Linked DNA regions of Ovis aries: all the other regions are linked to region 1. A link is a contact called in public Hi-C data. All regions are on one chromosome and are shown on one strand. The core of a region is the stretch at or near the end of the contact, and the rest is flanking DNA. Distances in the headings are between cores, read along the strand shown. Region 1 holds the start of MYO10 (myosin X). Region 2 overlaps MYO10 (myosin X). Region 3 overlaps MYO10 (myosin X).

Region 1 (2,705 bases), core at 80-2,579:
AAGGTTCTCAAGTCAAGGGTTTCAAGTAACTGCGGTGTCCCGCCCTCAATGACCCTAAAAGGAATATCAGTTCCATCTCTCAAAATAACCAAAGTGCGCCCTAAACGATTTTCTTTACATTCGAATTCAAAATCTGCCAAGGACAGTCAGCACAAACATGTGATCTTTTGATCTCACGCTCTGGAATGATCTCAAAGCCGGATCTCAAAGCCTGAAGGAGCACTTCTTGGGGAGCACTACACTCCAAAGGTCCGACGGGCGAAAACTCAAGTCAACGACTGAACGCTTGCCGCCCCCTTCTCACACTTCATTAAGCGTCTCCTCTGGAAGTGTTTGCGCCCTCTCACAGGAAGCCGGCACGTTTTGCAAAGGAAATACCAGACCAGACCTTTCTTGGAGAAAAGGCACGTCCCCAGTGAGCCTTTTCATGGGGTTTCCCGCACCCCGGCAGCGGGGCGGGCAGCCCTCCCGTCGGGGCCCTTCGTCCGCCGGCTCACCTCGCCCGGGGCGCCGCGGGACAGCCGGTAAGCCAGACGCCCCTGCGCCAGGACGCTCACCTTCGCGGCATCCCAGAGCCAAATGAGAGCGCGGGACAAAATAAAATCCTTCCCCGGCTTATTCAGCCGTGAGACTCCCCACCCCGGGGCTCGACTTCTGGCGACTCCCCGAAAGTTTCGCCCTCTCGGGCTTAGCGCGCGCGGTAGCGGGTGTGCGCGCGGCTCTGGGGGCGCACCGCTTCCCTTCCCGGAGGCCAGGTCCCCGGCAGGAAGGGAGCCCGCGCCCGCCCTCCCGGCCGCGAGCTCACTCACCTCGGGGAAGAAGTTGTCCATTGTTCCCCGTGCGCTCCCCAACTTGCCCAAGTCCGGCTCCCAGCTCTCGCGGAAGTCAATGCAGCCCAAGGTCCGGGGGAACCATGCGTGTCACGGCGCGACTCCCAGAAACTCGAGCCCGCGGGGTTCCCCCGCTGCCATCTCCGTCTCCCCCTTCTCGGCTTTCGCACCTTTTGTTTGCCCAAACCCCAGTCTCTTAACGCATCCGTCCCAACTGCAGCCTTTGTCTCCTCGGGCTCCAAGTTCCTCACTCCTGGGCGCAGCGCTCGCGAGCGGAGAACAGCTGGTGGCACATTCTTCCCCCGGGCTGGGGGAGGGCGGCGGGGGGCGGCTGGAGAGTGCGCCCCACTCCCTCTGCGCTCCGGCCCGAGGCGCTTGGGGCGGGCAGGGGAACAGCGGCCACAGAGCGAGCCCCGGAGGTGGCTCTCCCGGCTCGAGCGCCGCGGCGGTGAGGATTCCGGCGCCCGGGTCTCACCGGCTCACGGTCACACCGAGACTCGCGGACAGGGGCGCACGGCTCGCCCCGCCCTCTCGTCCGGGCCCGCCCACTCGTTCGTCTCGCCCCGCCCACGGCTGAGCCCCGCCCACTCAGCCGGCCCACCAGAAGCTCGTTGGCCACGCCCTACCCCTCCGGGAGCCCCGCCCTCAGCCCGCCCCTCCCCTCGCTTCCGCCAGGTTAGGCCTCGCCCGGCCGGCGCGACCCGCCCCCAACTTCGCTCAAGCCCCGCCCACTCCGCGCCTCGGGCCGCCGCGGGCTTGGAGACTCGGAGGCTGGTGGGGCCCTAGCGCTTAGCGGACTACCTCCCCGCCTCCTCCCCTCCCCATTGTGGGGAGGGGAGGGGAAGTTGACGCCCCTCTGGTGATAGAGACCTAATAGTCACTGAGGAGGAGGAGGGGTTGGGGGATTTGTGTGTGTGTGTGTGTGTGTGCCTTTGATCTTTAGCAGACCCTGGAACCGGCTCAACGTGGAACTTATTAATGCAGCTCGGCAGATGATCGACCCCGGGGACGGAAGCGCGATCCGAGGAGCTGCCCCGGCTGTTGGGCCAGATCAAAGCAGAGAACGAAGGCTGATCAGAATTTCTGGAAGCCGCCTACCCGTATGGAGTTTCTCTCCTGCACTCAGGTTACAAGAAGTTTTCGTCGCGGCGGGAAAATTCAGTTTTGTGAACTGGAAGAGGACGTGGCCAATTACACCTTAAAAAATGTAACCGTTTCCACTGACCCAAAGGAAGCAGATAGCCAAGTGGAAGTGGGTGAAAGCTCAAATCCTCCCACCCCCATACCGAGTCCTGGGGTCTCTAGGGCAATCCCTCGAACTTTAGCGTGCACAGGAATTACCTGGGAATCTGGTTAAAATGCAGATTGGACTTGATTAGAGTGAGCGCTGATAATCTTGCATTTCCAGCAAGTTTCAGCTGCCTTGTGCTGTTCTGCAAACTGGAACCTGTCTGTAACAGAAAATGAGAGCAAAGGTTTAAAAACATTTGTAGCAATGTAAAAAACACCACGACATAGAAGCACGTGATTGGTGGACTCTGAACCGAGAATAAACCAGTTTGGGTGTTGTCAGACTCCTGGTGAGTCATACCTGGCACAGCAGGGGTTTCCTATTGGTACCTGGCAGATTGGGAACAAAAACGACTGGTTCTTAACCACAGGTGGTTTGAGAAACTCTCTCTAGGGGATTTGGCAACTGCTTATCCTTTAAAACTCAAGTCAGAAAGACATCTTTCCTGGGAAGCCTGCCCAGAGGTGTCCAGCCACTCAGGCCACTGCCAGCTCCACCTAACGACCAGGTGTGGCTTATCCTAAGACTACTGAGGAAACTGTATCATATTGGAGTAAAACTATATTCTATAGGGTTTTTCTTTT
Region 2 (2,705 bases), core at 133-2,632, 130 kb before region 1:
AAAATAAAACTGAGACTATAAATCTATATTTGTTAACAAGGAAGTATTTGTGTGTTTCTTTTTACTTTAATTTTTATTTTTACTTTATTAGCAAAATAAAGTAAAAATAAAAATTAAAACATCATAACCTTTTAATACAAGCTTTCTTTTGAAAGTGATGACTAGTCAAAACCTCATGGGCATGCTCCCCTTTCCTGGTTGGGGAACCAGCCCCCCAGCATCACTTAAGAAAAAGAATCTGTCTTCCAACACAGGGGTCAGGGGTTCAATCCCTGGTCAGGGAACTAAGATTCCGCCTGCTGCAGAGCAACTGAGTCCAGGTGCCACAACGAGAGAGTCCATGTACCACATCGAAAGATCCTGTGTGCCACAACTGAGACCCAACACAGCCTAAATAAATAAGTAAAATTAAAAACAAACAAAAGAAGTCACTTACCCTGACACAGATGACGTGGACTCTGTATGGGGGCAGGAGACCCACAGGACATTAAGTTTGTTAGTAAAGGTGAAGATAGAACTTCCAAAACATCTTATGCCTAGTTTTGTGTTTGAGTAATTCATTGCACTAGGCCCAGTGAAGTAGTTTTAAGGTCTTTCAGAAAGACAACGAGGTCCATAGTGTAGCAGTTACAGAAGACACACCCGTGCCTCCTCCCAATCCCCAGAGATTCTAGGTGCAGGAAGCGGGGCTCTCTGAACAGCAGGTGGTCAGCACTAAGGCAGCCCCTAGGAGGGAAGGATCATGCCAGTGGTGGTTATGCCCATGACCCACTAACATTCCCATACCTTCCCCAGTTGAGCCTGGTCCCCAACACACAGTTAGAGCTGGTCTGTGAGCTCACGCCCAGCTAGTGTCTCTGGCTCAAAAATCATTCCAACCCATCTGAAGACTGTCCCACTCTTGAATACTTTGTCTTATAGATTTTGTGGCTGCCCATAAATTCAACCAATGGACTCCCCTATGCCAACAGGGGGCAAGAGAAAACCAGTCTGAATTTGAGCCCAAATTCAATCATCTGAATCTCTCCCCACCTCCAGGAAAAAAGAAGAGGAAAGCATATGTAAAATGTGTGTTTGGCTGGTATGGAGAAAGAACCCAGTTTTTCACTGCTATTTTTCAAGATTGTGCGAAACCGTGCCTCATGGAGAGTTCAAAATGCCTCTTCCTGTAAGCACCTCCACTTAGTTCCAGAGGTAGGTTAGGCTTTTTTAACATGAAAGCACACGTTTTACAGTTTCACCTCCTCACTAATGACGTGAGTCATTCATTTCTCGACAGGCCTGACACCAGATTTCAAATCACAATTAGCTCTACGTGTTTGCAAAACAACTTGACTGATGTTTCAGAACCGCGGGGCACAGAGGACAACTGACCTACGCAGACACGCTGCGACATAACCTTGACCTACGGGCAGCCCAGAGGCCACGGTTCAGAGGAACAGAGCTGCCCCTGCTGACAGAGGAAGGAAGAGAGCCAGCGAGCAAGGGCAGGACCCTGGATCCTAATCGGGGGGGTGCTTTCCCACAGGTCTGCGGTGACGCCCCCATTCCCCACTCACCCACAAGCATATAGGACGGGAATCGTCCCACTTTCCAGCTTCACAGTCCCTGGCCACTGTCTCCACGTGCTGGCCACACCCAAGCACGTGGAGTTGTTTAACTCTACAATCAACCCCCTCTTTCTCCATCCACACCACCCTGACCACACTTGCTCAATTACCCCCGAATCTCCTTCCTCATTCATTTCCCACTCAAGTCCTGTGTGTTCAATCCTAGCTGTACCCTTGACAAATGAACACCTGAAGACAGACACTCCTCTGCATAAAACTCCTTTACAGCTCCCACAATCTTCAGGGTCAACCCACAGAATATTCGAGAAAAGAGTCTGAGCACCTCCAGAAAGGTGACTGAACACCCACATCCTAACACATTTTTCTCCTAACAGTTACAGAAGCGGGGGCAGCTTCAGTTACTTTCTCATCTTCATCGTTTGTGTCCATAGTCAAAGTCACTCAGTCGTGTCCGACTCTTGCGACCCCATGGACTGCAGCCCACAAGGTTCCTCTGTCCATAGGACTCTCCAGGCAAGAATACTGGAGTGGGCTGCCATTTCCTTCTCCAATGTTTGGGTCCATACTGGTGCCAAATGATATTTTTGGACCCCCCCTTCCAAAGGAAGGTGTAAATCAACATGGCAACCAAAGTCATAGTTCCTAACGGTTTCTTCATATTAGATGAGGTGGCTGAGGTCCATCAGCAAAAATATTTACAGCCTGAGGCACCTTTATCTTTTCTCCCACTACCTTGAACACACCACCCTGCATGGATTATTTTGTCACTAAAACAAAGGCTGCATGGATAAGAGATTTGCTGAATAACAAGGAAAGTTCGACATGGAAGTGAACATGGAGACTGAGGAGTGGAGCGGGGAGGAGATCAGCCTAGTTGTAAGTTAAGTATCAAGGGATGCAACAGATGCAATGCGGTCAGAAGTCACAAGAGCGGTGAGAAAACATGCGTTCCCTGAGTGTGCCACGGACCACTCCCTTGCCGTTCAGCCGTGTCTGACTCTTTGTGGCCCCGTCGACTGCAGCCCGCCAGGCTCCTCTGTCCATGGGATTTCCCAGGCAAGAATACTGGAGTGGGCTGTCAATTCCTTCTCCAGGGGATCTTCCTGCTCTAGCGATTGGAAGGGCAACTCCTGC
Region 3 (2,705 bases), core at 87-2,586, 69 kb before region 1:
CAACCCACTCCAGTATTCTTGCCTGGGCAATCTCCTGGACAGAGGAGCCTGGTGGGCTACAGTCCATGGGGTCGCAAGAGTCAGATACGACTGAGCAACTAAACCACCCCTTTACCCATCCTCAACGCCAACCCTCATGAGGAGGACATGGCTTAGAAGTGGGGTGTCTCCATTTACCACAGCTCTCCAGGGAGGCGACCTTGGGAAGAATGCGGTGGAGAACTCAGCACATGTCTGAAGCTGAGCTCATGCGGGAGGGGTCTGTCACACCCTCCTGAGCCTTGCACTGCAGGTACTAGCGCAGGTCTCTGTAGAACACTGAGAAACCAATTCCCTGTGCATATTACTGAGTCTTTCAGAAAACTAGTTCCAAAAACAGGCCCATAAATGAATTTCTCAAATGCATTTGCACCTCCATCATAAGCCAACAACTGCCTAAATTTGTTCTAATAAATGGCCTCTGCATTTTCTATCGAAATTACACCCAGCATCCAATGGTGCTGTGTCTGCCTGCCATAGATAATTTTCTGAACTATTTTTGGTTTCAAATAAGATCTTCACATCGACTTTTCACATAATGATACTTATAATAAAGGTATAGTAGTTAAGCCTCAAAAAAATAAATAAACAAAACTGAGTTTTGATGTAATCAGTTTTCGACACCGCCTCTTCCAAAGTTACCACCTGGTCTGAGCTTAGCATCCAACATTAATGAAAGCTATTTTTTCAGCATTCATAGGTATCAAGAATGCAAGGCACCATCCTACTCACCCTCAAGTATGAACAATCTGAGTTCCTCAGCTATCTACAAAATTGAAAGCAACCAAAGATCCAATGGTACAAAACCACCGAAAGGGACCATGGATCCAACAGTACAAAACGCCAGCCCATTTCTGCTTGGACACATGTGTCACAGGACCAGGAATCCCAGGGACTGCAGAAAGGGTCTGGACATACCACAGGCTCACAGAGGCACAAGCTGGCTGAGCGACCCAGAGCAGAGCCTGGAATCCAGAGGTTGACCGAAGAGGAGATGCCCAGGCAGGACAGAGTCAGGCTTGAGTCCAAATAAACAGATCAAGCCAAAGGAACGGGGGGAGGAGGCTCATTCAACGAACCTGGGGAAGAAAGAGGAGGCCAAAGTCGAGAAACAGCCACAAAGGAAAAAGTCAATAAGCTGACCCAACCGGGGACAGGGAGCCACAGAAGGTCATGACCCTAGGCAGAAACCAATTACTCCTTCCTGCAAAATCATTGTGTGTGTGTGTGTTCAACTAGAGGCTCACTGGGGCCAGTAAATACTGTTTACAGAGATCCAACCCTTCCCTACCCATCCACCCACCCGATGGGGGTGCCAGACAGGGAGGGGCCTGGCTGTTCAGTCCAAATGGTCTAGGCTGAGGGGAAAGGCAAAAGGCTGCTCTGAAAGCAAAGGTCAGAAATAAATTGGATTCACTTAAAGGAGCAGGGAGACAGGCCCCAGAGACAAGGGTTTCTTAAGGTCTTGTATGTGTTAGCCGCTCAATCATGCCCAATTTTATGTGACCCCATGGACTGTAGCCCTGCCAGGCTCCTCTGTCCATGGCATTCTGTAGATAAGAATACTGGAGTGGGTAGCCATTCCCTCCTCCAGGGGACTGTCCTGACCCAGGGATTGAACTTGGGTCTCCCAAATTGCAGGCAGATTCTTTACCATCTGAGCCATTACTGATGGATTTTTCAGATGCTGGGAATAGGGCAGGTAATGGAAATGGTGTGCACCCTTGGCAAGCTAAGGTGTATGATACTTGATACAACTCACACTCATTAGAACACCAATGTACCTAATAGTATTTGTTACTGTGAGCCGCGTCCTGTTTCACTGTAGATGCTGAAGTACCTAGAACCATCTCAGGTTTCAAAACGTCAAACTGTGGGAAGATACTCTGAACCAAACTCAACAGCCAACCACTCCTCCTCAAAAAACAAAAGTGAATGTTATATGGTTTTGGAGTCTATCAAGTAAAATAATTCCTTTGAAAAAGTCATTCCTTTTAATTATTTTCAATGGCTCTCTATTTTGCTCTGGCCTTATACAGCCTAAGGGTGGTTCTTACGTGGCCAAGACAGAAATAATCCAGCCAAACTCCCAACATGACTCTTCTGACAAGGAGGTTTTTTCTTCTGTCACTTGTGGCCCTTTCAGACTTGTGATTTCCTCCTTAAAATGTAATATGATAACAGCCTCAACAGAGCACACATCCTGCTAATGAGGCGTCCTCCTAACTGGCTCCATGCTGACTGCAAATAGAGCTTCAGAGGCATTCAGCATTCAAGTGTCTTCATGGGCCAGCTCTGCTCCCCGATGCTGAAGTGAAACAGTGTTAGTCACTCAGTCGTGTCCAGCTCTTTGCAACCCCATGGACTGTGGCCCACCAGGCCCCTCTGTCCATGGAATTCTCAAGGCAAGAATACTGGAGTGGGTTGACATTTCCTTCTCCAGGGGAATCTTCCTAACCCAGGGATCAAACCCAGGTCTCTTGCACTGCAGGCAAACCCTTTACCATCTGAGCCACCAAGAAAGCCCAAAGTGCTAAGGACCCAGCAGTGACAGACTCCCATTCTCAGAAAGCTTGCTGAGGAGACATAGAAAAAAAAAAAAAAAAACCAAGATAAAAAGTCAAGGTAATGGTCCTCTTGGAAACAGGTTGGAAACGCCTCTGTGG

The links. A called contact is a pair of places that touch in the nucleus more often than the background predicts.
Region 2: a Hi-C map of mixed tissues shows a contact between it and region 1, with 2.5 times the contacts expected there. The contact joins the enhancer-like site here to the promoter of MYO10 in region 1. A contact is called at or near these places in 2 of 16 Hi-C or Micro-C datasets (mixed tissues and tail adipose tissue).
Region 3: a Hi-C map of liver shows a contact between it and region 1, with 2.5 times the contacts expected there. The contact joins the enhancer-like site here to the promoter of MYO10 in region 1. A contact is called at or near these places in 2 of 16 Hi-C or Micro-C datasets (liver and skin fibroblasts).

The regions. Positions count from the first base shown.
Region 1 is chr16:56,397,915-56,400,619 of ARS-UI_Ramb_v3.0, reverse strand. MYO10 (myosin X) reads right to left here and starts at 1,329. Exons shown (of 40, transcript XM_060400564.1): 1 at 810-1,329. The coding sequence starts at 830. It overlaps LOC121816822 (a long non-coding RNA gene), which reads left to right and starts at 117. Exons shown (of 2, transcript XR_006056542.2): 1 at 117-524; 2 at 1,774-2,705.
Region 2 is chr16:56,525,243-56,527,947 of ARS-UI_Ramb_v3.0, reverse strand. The region is part of intron 2 of MYO10 (myosin X); the gene reads right to left. Among named protein-coding and RNA genes, the nearest start is that of MYO10, 130 kb to the right of the region's middle. Within about 2 kb of position 1,382, at least 4 of the 54 cell types and tissues checked have an H3K27ac peak or open chromatin away from gene starts, as enhancers often do.
Region 3 is chr16:56,467,177-56,469,881 of ARS-UI_Ramb_v3.0, reverse strand. All of the region lies in intron 2 of MYO10 (myosin X), which reads right to left. Among named protein-coding and RNA genes, the nearest start is that of MYO10, 69 kb to the right of the region's middle. Within about 2 kb of position 1,336, at least 1 of the 54 cell types and tissues checked has an H3K27ac peak or open chromatin away from gene starts, as enhancers often do. A contact at or near this core is called in liver, where this site is marked.